Linked DNA regions of Sus scrofa: regions 2, 3 and 4 are each linked to region 1. The links are chromatin contacts, called in public HiChIP or PLAC-seq maps. All regions are on one chromosome and are shown on one strand. Each heading gives the region's core, a stretch centred on a gene start, on an enhancer-like site or on the middle of the called end of the contact. The rest is flanking DNA. Distances are from core to core; before and after follow the strand shown.

Region 1 (3,509 bases), core at 189-2,688:
AGCTTAAAGATCAGAAAACAAGTAATGGAATTAAGTGGAAACTTACTGAAAGGTGAGAACAAATGGAAAAAGTTCCAAGTAGTCCTAAGAGATGATGCAAACCACCCTCTTTATATTTGAAGCAGAAAGAAGGGGTTTATCTAAGGTGATTAAATAGTAAAATAGGAACTGGGACCTAAACCTCCAGGTTTTCATTCTGGATCCTTTCCCTTGAAACAGCGCTAGATTTCCTCAACACTTTAGGAGCAGTAGTCGACTGCACTGCTGAATCCTGCATTGTAATACGGCCTGTTACCTAACTAGGCCCAGCAGTATCTGGCCTTGCTCTCTGCTGTTGATGCTCTGAAATCGAGGAGCTTTTCCCCTGGTTGGGAACCACTAATAGGTTCTTGGAAGGGTGAAATTAATGCCTTTCAAAGCCCAGCCTCTGTCAGCCCCAACTGATTACATGGGAGAGTGGTATTGCCAACTCCCTCCCGTGGGTGTGTCTGACCCACCTGCAGGTCCGAGGAGCTGCAGGTGTGACTGATGGGAATGAAGTGGCCAAGGCCCAGCGGGCAGCTCCTGGGGGAGCAGCCCCAACCATCTTCTCCCGGATCCTGGATCGAAGCCTCCCAGCTGACATTCTATATGAGGACCAGCAGGTGGGGTACCCTTAGGACCCATCCCCTTAAGAATTTCATAAATACCATCCAGTTTGTTGAACTAACATGGTGGCCTCTGGCATGTTCACTGCTCCCAGTGTCTTGTATTCCGTGATGTGGCCCCTCAGGCTCCTGTGCACTTCCTGGTCATTCCTAAGAAGCCCATTCCCCGGATTAGCCAGGCTGAAGAAGAAGACCAGCAGGTGGGAAGAACAGGGCCAGGGTTTGGCTGAGGGAAAGGTTTTGTTCCCTGTAAATGAAGCCACCTGTCTCCCTCCCCTTTCCCTGTAGCTTTTAGGACACCTTCTCCTTGTGGCAAAGAAGACAGCAAAGGCTGAAGGACTGGGAGATGGATACCGACTTGGTGAGTGACATTTGGCCCTTGAGCCCCTCACCATCAATTGATCTAACCTCTCAATATGATCTTCATTCTTTGACCATCTTAACCCCCTAACCCGACGCACCATTTCAGTGATCAACGATGGGAAGCTGGGTGCACAGTCTGTGTATCACCTGCACATTCATGTACTTGGGGGCAGACAGCTCCAGTGGCCTCCAGGTTGAACCTACCAAAGGACCAAGGACCCCAGACTTGGATGCTTGGACGGGGTAGGGAAATAACAGGACCCAATGATGCCAATAAACTTGTTCTCCCTCAATTCTGGATCCCTGTCTTAAATATATAAAGATTTATACCTCAAATAGAAAAGAAAACTGATTCAAGACTTTGATCCCCCTTGACTATGGTCTGAAACACTAAGGAAGCCCATGATGCAGTCAAAGGAGCACTTGCCTGTGTATCTATGAGTTCATGACTCATGGTCCACCTGGGTTAAACTTCTAGAAAAGCAGCAGTTCTAAGAATGTGCCTGAATAAGTAAAGCCAGTATCCCAAGACTTGCTCAATTCAGATACCAAGCCAAGTTATAAGGGGGTCTGGAAGGAGGAGGGTCAAGGTGAGGGCCTTTCATTGGAGAAGTTATCACACTCAAAACATCTGCTGCCCCATGTCTCACCATTCTGTTTAAGCTGTTGTCTGATGTATTTTCCACCTTAAAAATTTTAAAAAGATGCCCCACTTTTGAGAATGAAATTAGGGGAAGCTACCATTGTCCCTTGTAGAAACACATCAAGTAGGCTTTTGTCTGATTCCACAGCACTGTGCCTGTATTCAACACAAAGAACCACTTTAGAAAGCCTCCAAAAGTCCTGCGCGGGTATGAAGGGCGAGACCTTAGGCCGGCGAATCTTAGCAGCCAGGCCGGATGGAAAGCGCACTTCCCAGAGTGCACCAGATTCAAGACTTCCGCCCCGCAGAGAACTTGCCTCCACCCCCACCCCCACCCCCACCCCCACCCCCACCCCCGCCCTCCACGTCCGCCCAGCTCTAGTTCTGCGCAGTCTCCTGGAATGGTTTGCCGTCTCTATAGCAACGCAGTACCCAGTAGCGAGTGTCGCAAGATGGAAACCACTGACTCCACAGAGCTATCGCCATCGCGGTGAGATCTGCAGCTCTGGCTGCAGGCATAAGGGGACAAGGAAGGTCAGTGGACTTCCCCCGCTGCCCTTTTGACGACTTTGCCTTTTTCACTTTTTTTCAGCTCTTTAGACGAACAGCCTAGCTCCGAAGAACTAGGGACCACTTCAGATCCCTTGCCTTCTTTGGATGGCCGTCATAGGTCGGCTCTGGCAGCTGCAACTGCAGCAGCCTCAGCAGCTGCTGCAGCCACTGCAGCTGCCTCCACTGCCAAGGCAGCTGCATTATCTACACAGACCCCAGCGCCCTACTCAGAACGGAGCCTTCTCCTGGAGCCCTTCTCTGACAATCTTACTGCGGCGCACCACACCACCCCCAGATTTACCCACAAGATAGGCCATGGGAGACTTGGCTTTGAGCCTGTCCAGGTCTCCCATATTGCTCGAAATTCCTACACTGCAAATGATCCTATCTCTAGCCAAGGCCCTGTTCCTGGCTCCAGCTCTGACCCTGTTCCTGGCTCCAGCTCTGGCCCTGTTCCTGGCTCCAGCTCTAGTCCTGGTCCTGGCACCAGTTCTGGTCCTGGTGGTGGCTCTGGTCCAGGCCCTGGTGGTAGATCTGGTGAAGGCACTGGTCCCGGTCCTGCCTCTGATTCTAGGCATAGTCCAGGCTGTGGCCATGACCCTGGGTTCAGCTCCTCTGCTCCTCCAGGCTTCAGAAACCCAAGGGCAGATCTGGTCCCTAATTATGCCTCCTGGAGTCACGACAGCCACTGGGAGCCTCAGAAACAACCCTGGAAATTTTTGCAAGTATCAGAACCTGGCACCCGAGGACACTGGAAGCCCTCTGAGGTTGAAGGGAAGAGTAAGATACCCAGTGAAACACTGCCACGGGGCCAGTGCCTTCTCTACAACTGGGAGGAGGAGGTATTAAGGTTTTGACCTGCTCTCTCTGCTTGAAAGCTGCCCCCAGTTGATGAGGGTGGGTACCAGAAAGGATATCATGGTCATTCTACTTGGGACCCACAGAGAGCCACCAACCACCTGGATCAAGTCCCAAGCATGCAAGATGGCTCTGAGAGTTTCTTTTTCCGACATGGACACCAGGGGCTGCTGACCTTGTGGCCACAGTCACCCATGTCCTCCAGAACCACCCAGAAAGATTCATACCAGCCCCCAGGAAACCACTCTCAGCCAGTCCGAGGTACGAAGTATGAGAGAACGGACCAGAACGAGTCCATGAGAGAAAAAAGGAGAGGAAGGAATATCGGGTGGGACTATGGATTGTCTGATGGATGTAAGGGCAAAACCTGATTCTCCTTCCTTTTCCCAAATAGTTTTCTTTGGGGCCTGTGTCTTAACCAGATTCCCCCCCACTCTGTCCATTCC
Region 2 (3,274 bases), core at 4-2,503, 190 kb after region 1:
GAACATTCAGTTCCTCAGTCACACTAGCCACATTCCCAGGGATCCTTAGCCACATGTGGCTAGTGGCTGTGGTTTTGGACAGCGCAGATATAGAACATTTTCATCTTTGCAGGAAGATCTATTGGACAGCACCGTTCTAGAGGATATAAAGGACGGGACCAGCTGAGGCCTTTTATTTGTGGTTTGCCTAAAGGGAAGTTCAGGAAAGCCTCCCCTGGGAGGACGTCCTGCTGCCCCTCATTATTCGTCTGTAGATGCACCAGGCCGCTGACTCGCCCCTTGGTGGTGGGGTCCCCCCTTGCTGGTTCATCCTCACCTCTGTAAGAGCATGCAGCTGTCCCTGGTGCACACAGACCCCCATGAACCTGGAAGAGGATGGGAAAGACAGCAAGGTAGTCTGGAAGAGTCCCGGCCCCTGGACAGTTCCCACTTTTCCCGCGGGATCTTTCCCCCTCCCCCAGCAAGCGGTTGGGGCCGCTCACCTTAGGATGTTGGGGTGCCGAAGTCGGTTCATCAGCTGCACCTCCCGTAGCGTGTTTCCCCGGTTACTGGGGAGTCTGTTCATTTTCAGCACCATGACTTGCCCTGACTGTCGGTGCCGAACCTGGGGGCAGCAGGGGCTGGCGAGTCCCGCGCAGGTCGGGCGAAACGCCAGGGTCTGGGCCCCCTTGTCCCAGCCTCGCGTCTAAGGCTCGGTCCCGCCCCTCTGCCCTCTCTGCTGGTCCTACCTTGTAGACCTCAGAGAAGAAGCCGGCCCCGATCTTCTCCGCGCAGTGGAAATCGTCCACGCGTGCCAAGCTGGACACCGCGCTGCGGAGAGCCCGGTAGGAGGAGGGGCGGCCCCGGCCCGGGCCTCCGCCCGCGCCCCCCGGCCCCGGGGGCCCCTCCCCCGGCGCCTCTCCGGGCCCGGGCCCGGGCCCAGGGCCCCGCAGTGGGGGCCGTTCCCCGGCCATGGCCGGGCCCCCCAGCCCGGGCCTGCCTCACATGGCAGGGTTCCCGGGGCCCGGGCAGGCCGCGCTCGCCATGGGTGCGGGCCCAGCCGGATCCGGGGCGCCGGAGCTCCCACTCCCTCTCCCGCCCTGGAGAATGGAAGATCTGCCGAAGCTCCTGGGCCCGCCCCCGCCGCGCCGGCTTGCTGCGCCCGGGTGGACGCCGCTCCGCTCGGCTCTGCGCAGGGCCTGGGCCTGGGCCTGGGCCGGGCGGTGGCGGTGGCGCTCCCGGGCGCCGGCGGGCAGGCGGGGGTACTCCCCGCAGGCGGAGGCGGGCGGGCGGGCGGGCGGCGGCTGCTCCACTTCGCCGCTGGGGCTCAGGCTCCGCGGCCTGCCGGGGGCGGGGCTGAGCCGGGCCTCTGCTTAACTCCTTCGAGCCCGCCTCGGGGCAGCGGCCACGCCCCCTCAGGTGCGCACCCCGCCACCAGTGGCCGGGACGCCCTAGGCTAGTGGGTCTGAGAAGTCGGGGTCAAAGAAGTTAAAGCCAAAGCTAAATAACGGAAGGGAATTAATGGCTCATTGTGCGTATGCGCAGCTCAAAGGTCTTTTAGCTGCCGTGAGAGCCCTTTCTCCCCTCCCTCCCTCGGGTCTCTGTCTTTTGAGGGCCAGGCTCTGGAAGCCGCCGGACTCCTGGACTCCATGGACAGGCAGGGTAGAAAAGTAGACCCCTCTGGTCCCGCCACAATCGGGGCAGCAACCTACCCACCTGCCCAGCCTCCGCCCTGGCCGAGCCTGCCCATTTCCCAGCTCTCGACCCTTACACTTTAAACCTCCGACTCCCTGACACTTTGTACCTTCCCCGGAGGTTGTGACGCCCCAGAGCTGTAGTGAGCCCTTGGCCAGCCCATTCCAGGTGTGGCCCCAAGTCCTGCTCACTCCATCCCGCCTCTCGCGAAAAAAGTTTAGATTCAGGGGCTTCTGCGCACTGACCACACAGCCTGGAGCCTCCTCTTACTATTTCGTCCACATGCCCTTCTTTCTCAAAAGAGAAGTCTCCACCTGTAGGGAAATATCCCACCCCTTGGCAAAACCCCGCCCCTCAAGGAGCCCTCCCCCTCAGAGAACCAACTCTTTCCTCAGTGAGAGTCTCTCCTTCAGAGGAACATCTCCGCAATGTGACCATGCCGCCAACAGTGTGTGCCAGAATCCCTCAGTGCGACACCCCTCCTCTGTCCGTCTCGCCCTTCCAGGGCGAACCCCACCTCTCAGAGCGATTCCACCCGTCATTGTGACCCCTCCTCTCAACGTGACTCCTCCCCTCGGTGTGGCCCAGCCCTCATCAGTGTGACTCTCCTAGGCAGGTACCGCCCCGCATTACGTAGGAATCCGATCTGCCCCCTCAGGCGAGAGGAGGATCTGCAGCCGGCCTCTAAAGCGGCGCGGCACCCTGAGTGCGCACGCACCGTCTCAGGACCCTGTGCGCATGCCATACCCAGCGTTTTTGGTTCTCCGCTGGCTCCTCCCCGTCCCGGTCATCGGCGGAATAGCCAATCATCGACGGGGGTGGGTGACGTCGCTCGATCCTGGAGTCCTGTCTAGGACGAGAGGTTGGGGACGTCAGTGAGCCTTTTGCCCCCTAGCGGCGGAGTGGAGGGCGGCGTGGTGGAGGCTGCGGGCCTCAGGAGTGAGAAAGGATGCCAACGAACTTGAGGCAACGTGGCTGAGTTCTCTTCAAGAATTCTAAAAGTACTATATTTCTATTTCTGTGGAAATCTAAAAAGAAAATTAATATACGCACAGTCCACATCCGTGTGGGTGACCGACTTCTAATAGAGTCTTGTCCCATTTTTGTGGAGAGTTGGAGCCACCAACTGTTTGTCAAGAGCTAATGAGAAAAGAAAAAGGAAGTCTTAAATTATAAATAATAGTGCAGTGGGGTCGAGAGAGGCCAGGTGCTGTCACAGTACAAGGGAAAGTTTCACACAAGTTTAAGGAGAAAACAAGAGAGATTCACAGTCCTTCCACAGCCAGTGGAGACAAACCAATCTTGAGAACCATCTGTGCCATGTGCATTGTAATTCATTCTTCCCGAGGCAGTTTGGTCTCAGCAAAACAAACTCATTCGTCACATTAAATGTTAACATCTACAACTATTTAATTTGTAAGTGTCCTTTCTATAGTTGTATAAGATCTATAAACACTAGGAATTTACGCCTCATTTTTTTGAAGTAATATAATTTAATTGGCCCGTGTCTGACCCTTTATCCAAGTTTAAGAATATCTATAGTTGTTAATAGTGATTCCTAGCAGAGGCGCCACGTTCCTGTTTTAGACAAATGATGATT
Region 3 (3,189 bases), core at 142-2,641, 140 kb before region 1:
CAGCACAGCCCACAGAGCGGGGCTTTCTGCATGTCCAGGGCACATTCTGCCTAGAGATGGGCTGGAAAGAGCCTGGGCAGCCTTGACCCTCCTCTCTCTGAGCCCCTGGACTGTCACACAGAAGCCCAGAGCCCCATGGGTACAGGGAGAGTCCGGTCTGGGCACGGCTGCCTACAAACCCTAACTCCTTTCTTGGAGCTCAGACCCACCTCTCACCTACTGTCCTGGAGCCCTGCAGAGCTGCTCCGTGTCCCCCAGGGCACAGCCGGCGCAGGCACTCACTTCCTGCCAGAGAGGAAGGTCCAGGCCAGAGCAGACACAGGCCTGGCGGCTCCCTCCCACTTGAGTTACAATAATAAAGGGCCTCTTGACAAAAGCTTCTTGGTGCTTTTTATTTTCTTGTATTAAGGCTGCACTGAATTGACCGTGCAGCCTTAGACTGCCTTCTGCAAATGAAAGGGTGGTGCCAGGGCCCCTTCCAGCTATTGCCCTGGACGGAGGCCCGGACATTCAGAGAGAGTAGGGTACACCTTCTGTGCATCTGCACACATAGCAGCTGGCACTCCTGGTGCCAGGTGGGAGTTGCAGTCACGAAGCGGTGTCCATCCTCGGAGACCACCTATCAGCCTATCAGCTCTCTGGCCTATCAGCCTCCGGTGTGAGCAGGGGCACCCCCGGTGGTGGTCCTAGGCTCTCTGCCTCCATCGTTGCCCACTGGGGTGTAGCATGCAAATGACACCCAAGCAGGACCTGGCTTTCACCATGGAGAGGTGCCCTTCTGCGCAGGAAAGCAGGAGTCCACTTGTCCTGGTGACGGTGAGGCAGGTGGCAGCTGCCATTCGCAGGCATCAGCGGCGGCCTCGGTGGGAGTGGGCATGGGCTTGGCGGTGGGCGTGGGAGTGGGCCTGGTGGTGGTGGTGGTGGTGGTGGTGGTGATGGTGGCGGTGGCCCGCCTGGGGCGCCTGGAATGCCCGGCCAGTGTGACGGAAATGATGCAAGCGTCCCAGGTGGCCTCGGCCTGCGGAGATCCAAGACTGGGCCCACCAGACTCGGTTTCTTCTTGCAGCAGGAGGGTTCTTCTCCACGTCACGCTCCTCCTGTCTGCGGTACAAACAGGTGGCCAGCAGCAGCAGCAGCAGCAGCACGGCCACAGCGGCGCCTGCGATCAAGCCCACGAGGGCCGTGCTCCCCAGGAGGCCCAGCATCTGGGAGCTGGCCAGTGGATAGGAGCCTGGTGGCTTCTCGCTGCTTCTTCCCCTTCAGCGGCTTCTGCTCCGTCCTCACAGTCCCTGGACTGTGTTTTCTCAGCTCCTGTGGGCTGGAGAGCAGCCAGGGAATGTGGGCGCAGCCTCTTTGGGCTGGAGCTGCTGGCCAAGGGGAGGCCAGGCAACTGTTAGCTCTGGGGAAGCCTGCAGCAAGGCTAGGTGGGGACAGAGGAGCTGAAAGGAGGGGCCATGGGGGGAGAGCCCTGGGGCTGGAGATAAGAAGTTTAGGGCCCCCAACTGTGCCGCCTGGCCGAGTGACTGGACCAGCCCCATACCCTCCCTGGGCCTCAGTTCCTGCTTCTCTCAGGGACAAAGGTTCCACACAGCAGTTAAGAACATGGGTTCTGGAACCACCTGCTCATTAGCCCTGTGACTGTGCACAGGTTTCCTAAGCTCACTGTGTCTCAGTTTCCTCATCTGTAAAATGGCTCAGAGGGGTATCCCTCCTCATAAGGTTTTCCGAGAATTCAAGGAGTCAAGATGTATAAAGCACTTAAACCAGTTCCTTTCTTTCTTTCTTTCTTTTTTTTTTTTTTTTTTTTTTTTTTGGTCTTATGTCTTTTTAGGGCCACTCTCATGGCATATGGAGATTTCCGGGCTAAGGGTTGAATTGGAGCTGTAGCCACCAGCCTATGCCACAGCCACAGCCACGCAGGATCCCAGCCACATCTGAGACCTACACTACAGCTCACGGCAACACCGTATCCTTAACCCACTGAGCGAGGCCAGGGATTGAACCCACATCCTCATGGATGCTAGTCGGATTCGTTAACAACTGAGCCATGATGCGAACTCCTTTTTCTCTTCTTCTTTTTTTTTTTTTTTTTTGTCTTTCTTAAACCAGTTGCTGACACACGTGTTTGCCACTGATACTATGACAGTGGACTTTAGATGACTTGGAAGACCCTGTCCGGCAGCCCACATAGGCCTCTGGGACAGAGTCTGTGTCAAGCAAACTGTCCCACTCCAGGAGCTCAGGTGGGCCCTGGTGACAGATTCTTATCAGCCAAGGAGGTGAAATAACTCTCTCTGGGTCCTGGGTCCTGCCAGGTCTGGGAGCCAAGAGAGTCTGGGTGTCAGCCCAGGGCTGCAGGAGGCAGCCAGGAGGCCGCTGAAGTCAGAAGGGCCAGGCCCCAGTCTCAGCCTCCAGGCTCACAGTCAACAAGCTAACTGGCCATAAATGGCAGGCTCCTTGCTCCATCCCATCCTCCCTGCCCAGCGGTCATAAGCTGCCCTTCCTGCCTGGGGGAGAATGTACAGAGTGGGCAGGACCTGAGCAGTAGACCTGAATCCTCTGTTCAGCTAGACAAGCTCTTCTGGTCCCACCCACGTGTTCAGGGATGGGCGCTCACTATCGCCCTGGGCAGCCTTTTCTGCTGTGGGCTTGTCGAGCTGTTCTCACGGCTCTTCCGAACATACTGCAGGGCCTCCCGGAGGCCCAGCTCTGCGTCTTGATCCTGGAGACCAGGGGTGCCTGAGGCATCCACGGGGAGCACCCAGCCCAGCCCTTCCTCTCGCTCTTCTCCCTGCTACCCAGAGGGATGTTTGCAGCAGCCTGTCTCTGTGTGACCTTGGACAAGCTCCCCCCCTGCAGCCTGTTCCTCCTCGAGGCAAGTGCCAGGGCAAGAGGGGACCTCTGGGGACCTTCCCTCTCTGACCTCAATCCAAGAAGCGCTCTCTCAGGGAGGCCTCAAACCCTGAGCGCAAACCTCCACTGGATGAAAAGGCCAAACATTCCCTTCAAACAAATTGGGCTCAGGGGGCAGTGAGTCTAATGAGCCCTGGGGCTTTCACCCCGGGGGGCCAGGCGTGGAGGAAGGAAGCCACTTGAACTTTTAATGATGCTCAAGTGAGAACTCCCTCCAGTGGCTTCCGGAGAGCCCCCGGGGAGCCCAACGGCCTCCCCTGAGGGCCTGTTAAGGAA
Region 4 (3,348 bases), core at 813-3,312, 150 kb after region 1:
ATTAATTTACATACAGTGCCAAAAACTGTCCTTCATGTATCTGATTATGGTGCTGATCAGAGCCTTCCAAAATCATATCTTTTCAACACGATATCCCCCTACCCCCTTTCTCATGTCTTCTCTGGTTTAATAGTGCCAGTCTTTCTCGGTCAATGCTCATTTAACATGGTTTTCTCTGGTAGTTTTACTCTGATTTGTTTAAAGAGTATATCGTGCTGGGAGTTCGTGGCTCAGTGGTTAACGAACACGACTAGGAACCATCAGGTTGCAGGTTTGATCCCTGACCTCGCTCAGTGGGATCTGGCGTTGCCCTGAGCTGTGGTGTAGGTCCTAGATGCTGCTTGGATTCTGCATTGCTATGCTGTAGGCCAGCAGCTGTAGCTCCTACTCGACCCCTAGCCTGGGAACCTCCACATGCCTTGGGTGCGGCCCTAAAAAGCAAAAAAAGCAAAAAAAAAAAAAAAAAAAAGGATATAGTGCTCTTAAAGTTGTGCCCTCAATAGAATTCCCCCGCAGGGTTCTAATCAGAAGATAAAGAACAAAATACCTTCTTCCTAGCATTGATTTGGGAAGTGGGCTGTCACATCACACAACTGAACCTCATTAATCAATAAATTGCTGTTAAATTATGTTTCTTCCAGACTATATTTGGGTCCAAGAATAGAATTTATTATCTGGAGTTCCCCTCGTGGCTCAGCCATTGGCAAATCTGACTAGGAACCATGAGGTTGCAGGTTCGATCCCTGGCCTCACTTAGTGGGTTAAGGATCCGGCATTGCCGTGAGCTGTGGTGTAGGTCGCAGACTCAGCTCAGATCTGGGGTTGCTGCGGTTCTGGTGTTGCTGCGGCTCTGGCGTAGGCTGAAGGCTACAGCTCCGATTAGACCCCTAGCCCAGGAACCTCCATATGCTGAGGGTGTGGCCCTGGAAAATACAAAAAAAAAAAAAAGAAAAAAAAAAGTATTATCTATCTATGTTGAATTTCATCATTATATTCAGTCCCTCATCCTAGCTTGTCCAGCCCTCATCCTAGCTTGTCCAGTCTTATTATGAATCATGGTTAGCTATCCTTCCTAGTTTCCTATCTCCAAATTGGCTCAGCCCTCTATTTCCCAATGCAATTAAGTGATACGGCTAAAGTCAGAGCCCTGGGAGGTACTACGTTCCATTTCAACAGTTTGAATCTACCAAAATGTACTATCAGTTCACATTTCAGAGCCTCCTTCCCAAGAACTTGAGACTGCTTGGTACCTCGAACTCTAAAAACACTTTGGCTAAGTAATCAGCTGCTCGTGCCAAGGTTGGAATCTTACCAGGAACCGCACTCACTGTAGTATGGACAGTCGCTGGGTTCAAGTCCCAGTTCCACCAGTTACTAGCTCTGGGTGACCTTGAGCAAGTGACTAACCCCTACATTGGATTGATGGGAGGATTAAATGGGATGGTCATTATTTATTTACAATTTATCAAGTGCCATTCACCTCGATAGCTACTCAAAATAATCTCATAAGGCTGGAAACCCAGAGGACTCAGGTCTTCACTTTACAGATGGACAGGAAAATGAGTCTTGTTCTTGGTACCATAGGGACCCAACGGGAGATTCAGAACCCGGGCATCCCCTCCCTCCTCTCGTCGTCCCGCACCTGCAAACACTTGTACAGCACAAAAGCCACGACGGCCGCGGTGTACAGCGCCCCCAAGGGCAACGCCCCGGCTCGAGCTGGGTCGCGCTGATCCTTGGGCGGCGGCGACCGCCGCCGGAGTTCTGTGGCCTCGGGGCCGACCTGGGCGGCGTCTCCTGAGGAGGGCAGAGGCGGGTCAGTAGAGCTGGGGGTTGGGGCCGGTAGGCAGTCCCTGCCTCCCTCTAACAGACCTCGGTGGTACCTGGGTGTGCCGGGCGGTCGGGGCTGGAGCGGTCTCCGAGGACCTCGGGCAGCGCAGACATAAGTAGCAGCCCCACCGCACCCGCTAGCGAGACCACGCTAGCCATTGCAGGCGGACTACAGGAGAACCTGGGAGGAGCCGGCGTTGGCCGCACGCGCCCATGCGCACGCGCACGCGCGCCCTGGAGCCCGTTCCGCTCCGGGCCTCCCTGGAAGGTCACGCCCACCTAGCGTATGGGCGGGGCCAGGATTTATTTGCATAGGACCGGGAGCCCAGCTTAGTTTATTTTAGAAATTAGTTCATTTCTTATCTCCATTTAGGGATTCGGTTAGCCAGAAAGTGTCCAGAAGCTTACAACCTTAGAAGAGTATGCGATAAAGTGGTTTCCCACACTAGTCCACATCCTCACCCTAATCATAAAATAAATTTTTTCTTCCAGCTATAAAAGGTTACAGGAGCCCACCCACCAGTGAAGCTCGTGCTGAAGGCCTGTTTCCTAGGCTACAAACGAGGGACTAGTTCCTTATTTACGCCTAGGGGAAAGTCCCCGGACCTAAGGCAGAGAGTGCCACGTGCGCCTGCACGTAGACTGTCCCTGCACCTCACGGTTAATCCGCTAAGAAGCGATTTCGCCGAGCGGCGTGTGGCAGGGATGTCATCCGTCAGCCGAAATAGTTACACAGGCAGTGCGCTTCCGCGCACCAACCACACGGGGCTCATTCTCAGCACGGCTGATTTTAATCCTTTCTGGAAGGTAACAAGGTGGTTATTTATTTATTTTTTTTAAAGAAAAAAAAATTATTGCTCAATGGATTTATTGCATTTATAGTTGTACAATGATCGTCACAATCCATTTTTATAGGATTTCCAGCCCACAACCCCAGCACATCCTCCACCCCCCGCAACTGTCTCCCTTGCAAACTCTTAAGTTTTTCAAAGGCTGTGAGTCAATATCTGTTCTGCACAGAAGTTCATTCTGTCCTTTTTTCAGATTCCACATGTCAGTGAAAGCATTTGATGTTGGTGTCTCAGTGTCTGACTGACTTCACTTAGCATGATCATTTCTAGGTCCATTCATGTTGCTAAAAATGCCAGTATTTCGTTCCTTTTAATGGCTGAGTAATATTCCATTGTGTATATGTACCCCATCTTCTTGATCCACTCCTCTGTCGATGGACATCTAGGTTGTTTCCATGTCTTTACAAATGGGAGAAAAATCTTTTTTTGCCTTTTTCTAGGGCCGCTTCCCGCGGCATATGTAGGTTCCCAGGCTAGGGGTCGAATTGGAGCTGTAGCCACCGGCCTACACCACAGCTCACAGCAATGCTGGATCCTTAACCCACTGAGCAAGGCCAGGGATCGAACCTGCAACCTCATGGTTCCTAGTCGGATTTAGTTAACCACTGCGCCACGATGGCAACTCCTAGTTTTGTTTTTACTGACATTACTCTAAGAGGTGGATCTG

The links. HiChIP or PLAC-seq counts read pairs in DNA pulled down with a chosen protein or histone mark.
Region 2: an H3K27ac HiChIP or PLAC-seq map of alveolar macrophages shows a contact between it and region 1. The contact joins the promoter of TESK1 here to the promoter of SPAG8 in region 1. A contact is called at or near these places in 2 of 5 promoter capture datasets (fetal liver and liver), 5 of 47 Hi-C or Micro-C datasets (alveolar macrophages, heart right ventricle, liver and 1 more) and 2 of 2 datasets of contacts at active chromatin or transcription factors (alveolar macrophages and skeletal muscle).
Region 3: a contact with region 1 is called in an H3K27ac HiChIP or PLAC-seq map of skeletal muscle. The contact joins the promoter of HRCT1 here to the promoter of SPAG8 in region 1. A contact is called at or near these places in 1 of 5 promoter capture datasets (fetal liver), 1 of 47 Hi-C or Micro-C datasets (heart right ventricle) and 1 of 2 datasets of contacts at active chromatin or transcription factors (skeletal muscle).
Region 4: an H3K27ac HiChIP or PLAC-seq map of alveolar macrophages shows a contact between it and region 1. The contact joins the promoter of CCDC107 here to the promoter of SPAG8 in region 1. A contact is called at or near these places in 2 of 5 promoter capture datasets (fetal liver and liver), 4 of 47 Hi-C or Micro-C datasets (embryonic fibroblasts, liver and skeletal muscle) and 2 of 2 datasets of contacts at active chromatin or transcription factors (alveolar macrophages and skeletal muscle).

The regions. Positions count from the first base shown.
Region 1 is chr1:236,530,110-236,533,618 of Sscrofa11.1, reverse strand. It overlaps SPAG8 (sperm-associated antigen 8), which reads left to right and starts at 1,438. Exons shown (of 7, transcript XM_005660229.3): 1 at 1,438-2,143; 2 at 2,246-3,047; 3 at 3,150-3,324. The coding sequence starts at 2,055. It overlaps HINT2 (histidine triad nucleotide binding protein 2), which reads left to right. Exons shown (of 5, transcript NM_001244328.1): 2 at 504-644; 3 at 773-847; 4 at 936-1,008; 5 at 1,117-1,303. The coding sequence ends at 1,208.
Region 2 is chr1:236,339,139-236,342,412 of Sscrofa11.1, reverse strand. TESK1 (dual specificity testis-specific protein kinase 1) reads right to left here and starts at 1,253. Exons shown (of 10, transcript XM_003121984.4): 1 at 729-1,253; 2 at 483-604; 3 at 317-365. The coding sequence starts at 953.
Region 3 is chr1:236,668,620-236,671,808 of Sscrofa11.1, reverse strand. HRCT1 (histidine-rich carboxyl terminus protein 1) reads right to left here and starts at 1,391. Exons shown (of 1, transcript XM_021065921.1): 1 at 374-1,391. The coding sequence starts at 1,205. The coding sequence ends at 849.
Region 4 is chr1:236,379,286-236,382,633 of Sscrofa11.1, reverse strand. CCDC107 (coiled-coil domain-containing protein 107) reads right to left here and starts at 2,062. Exons shown (of 6, transcript XM_005660223.3): 1 at 1,884-2,062; 2 at 1,643-1,797. The coding sequence starts at 1,989. LOC106509199 (a long non-coding RNA gene) reads left to right here. Exons shown (of 2, transcript XR_001306517.2): 2 at 2,323-2,624.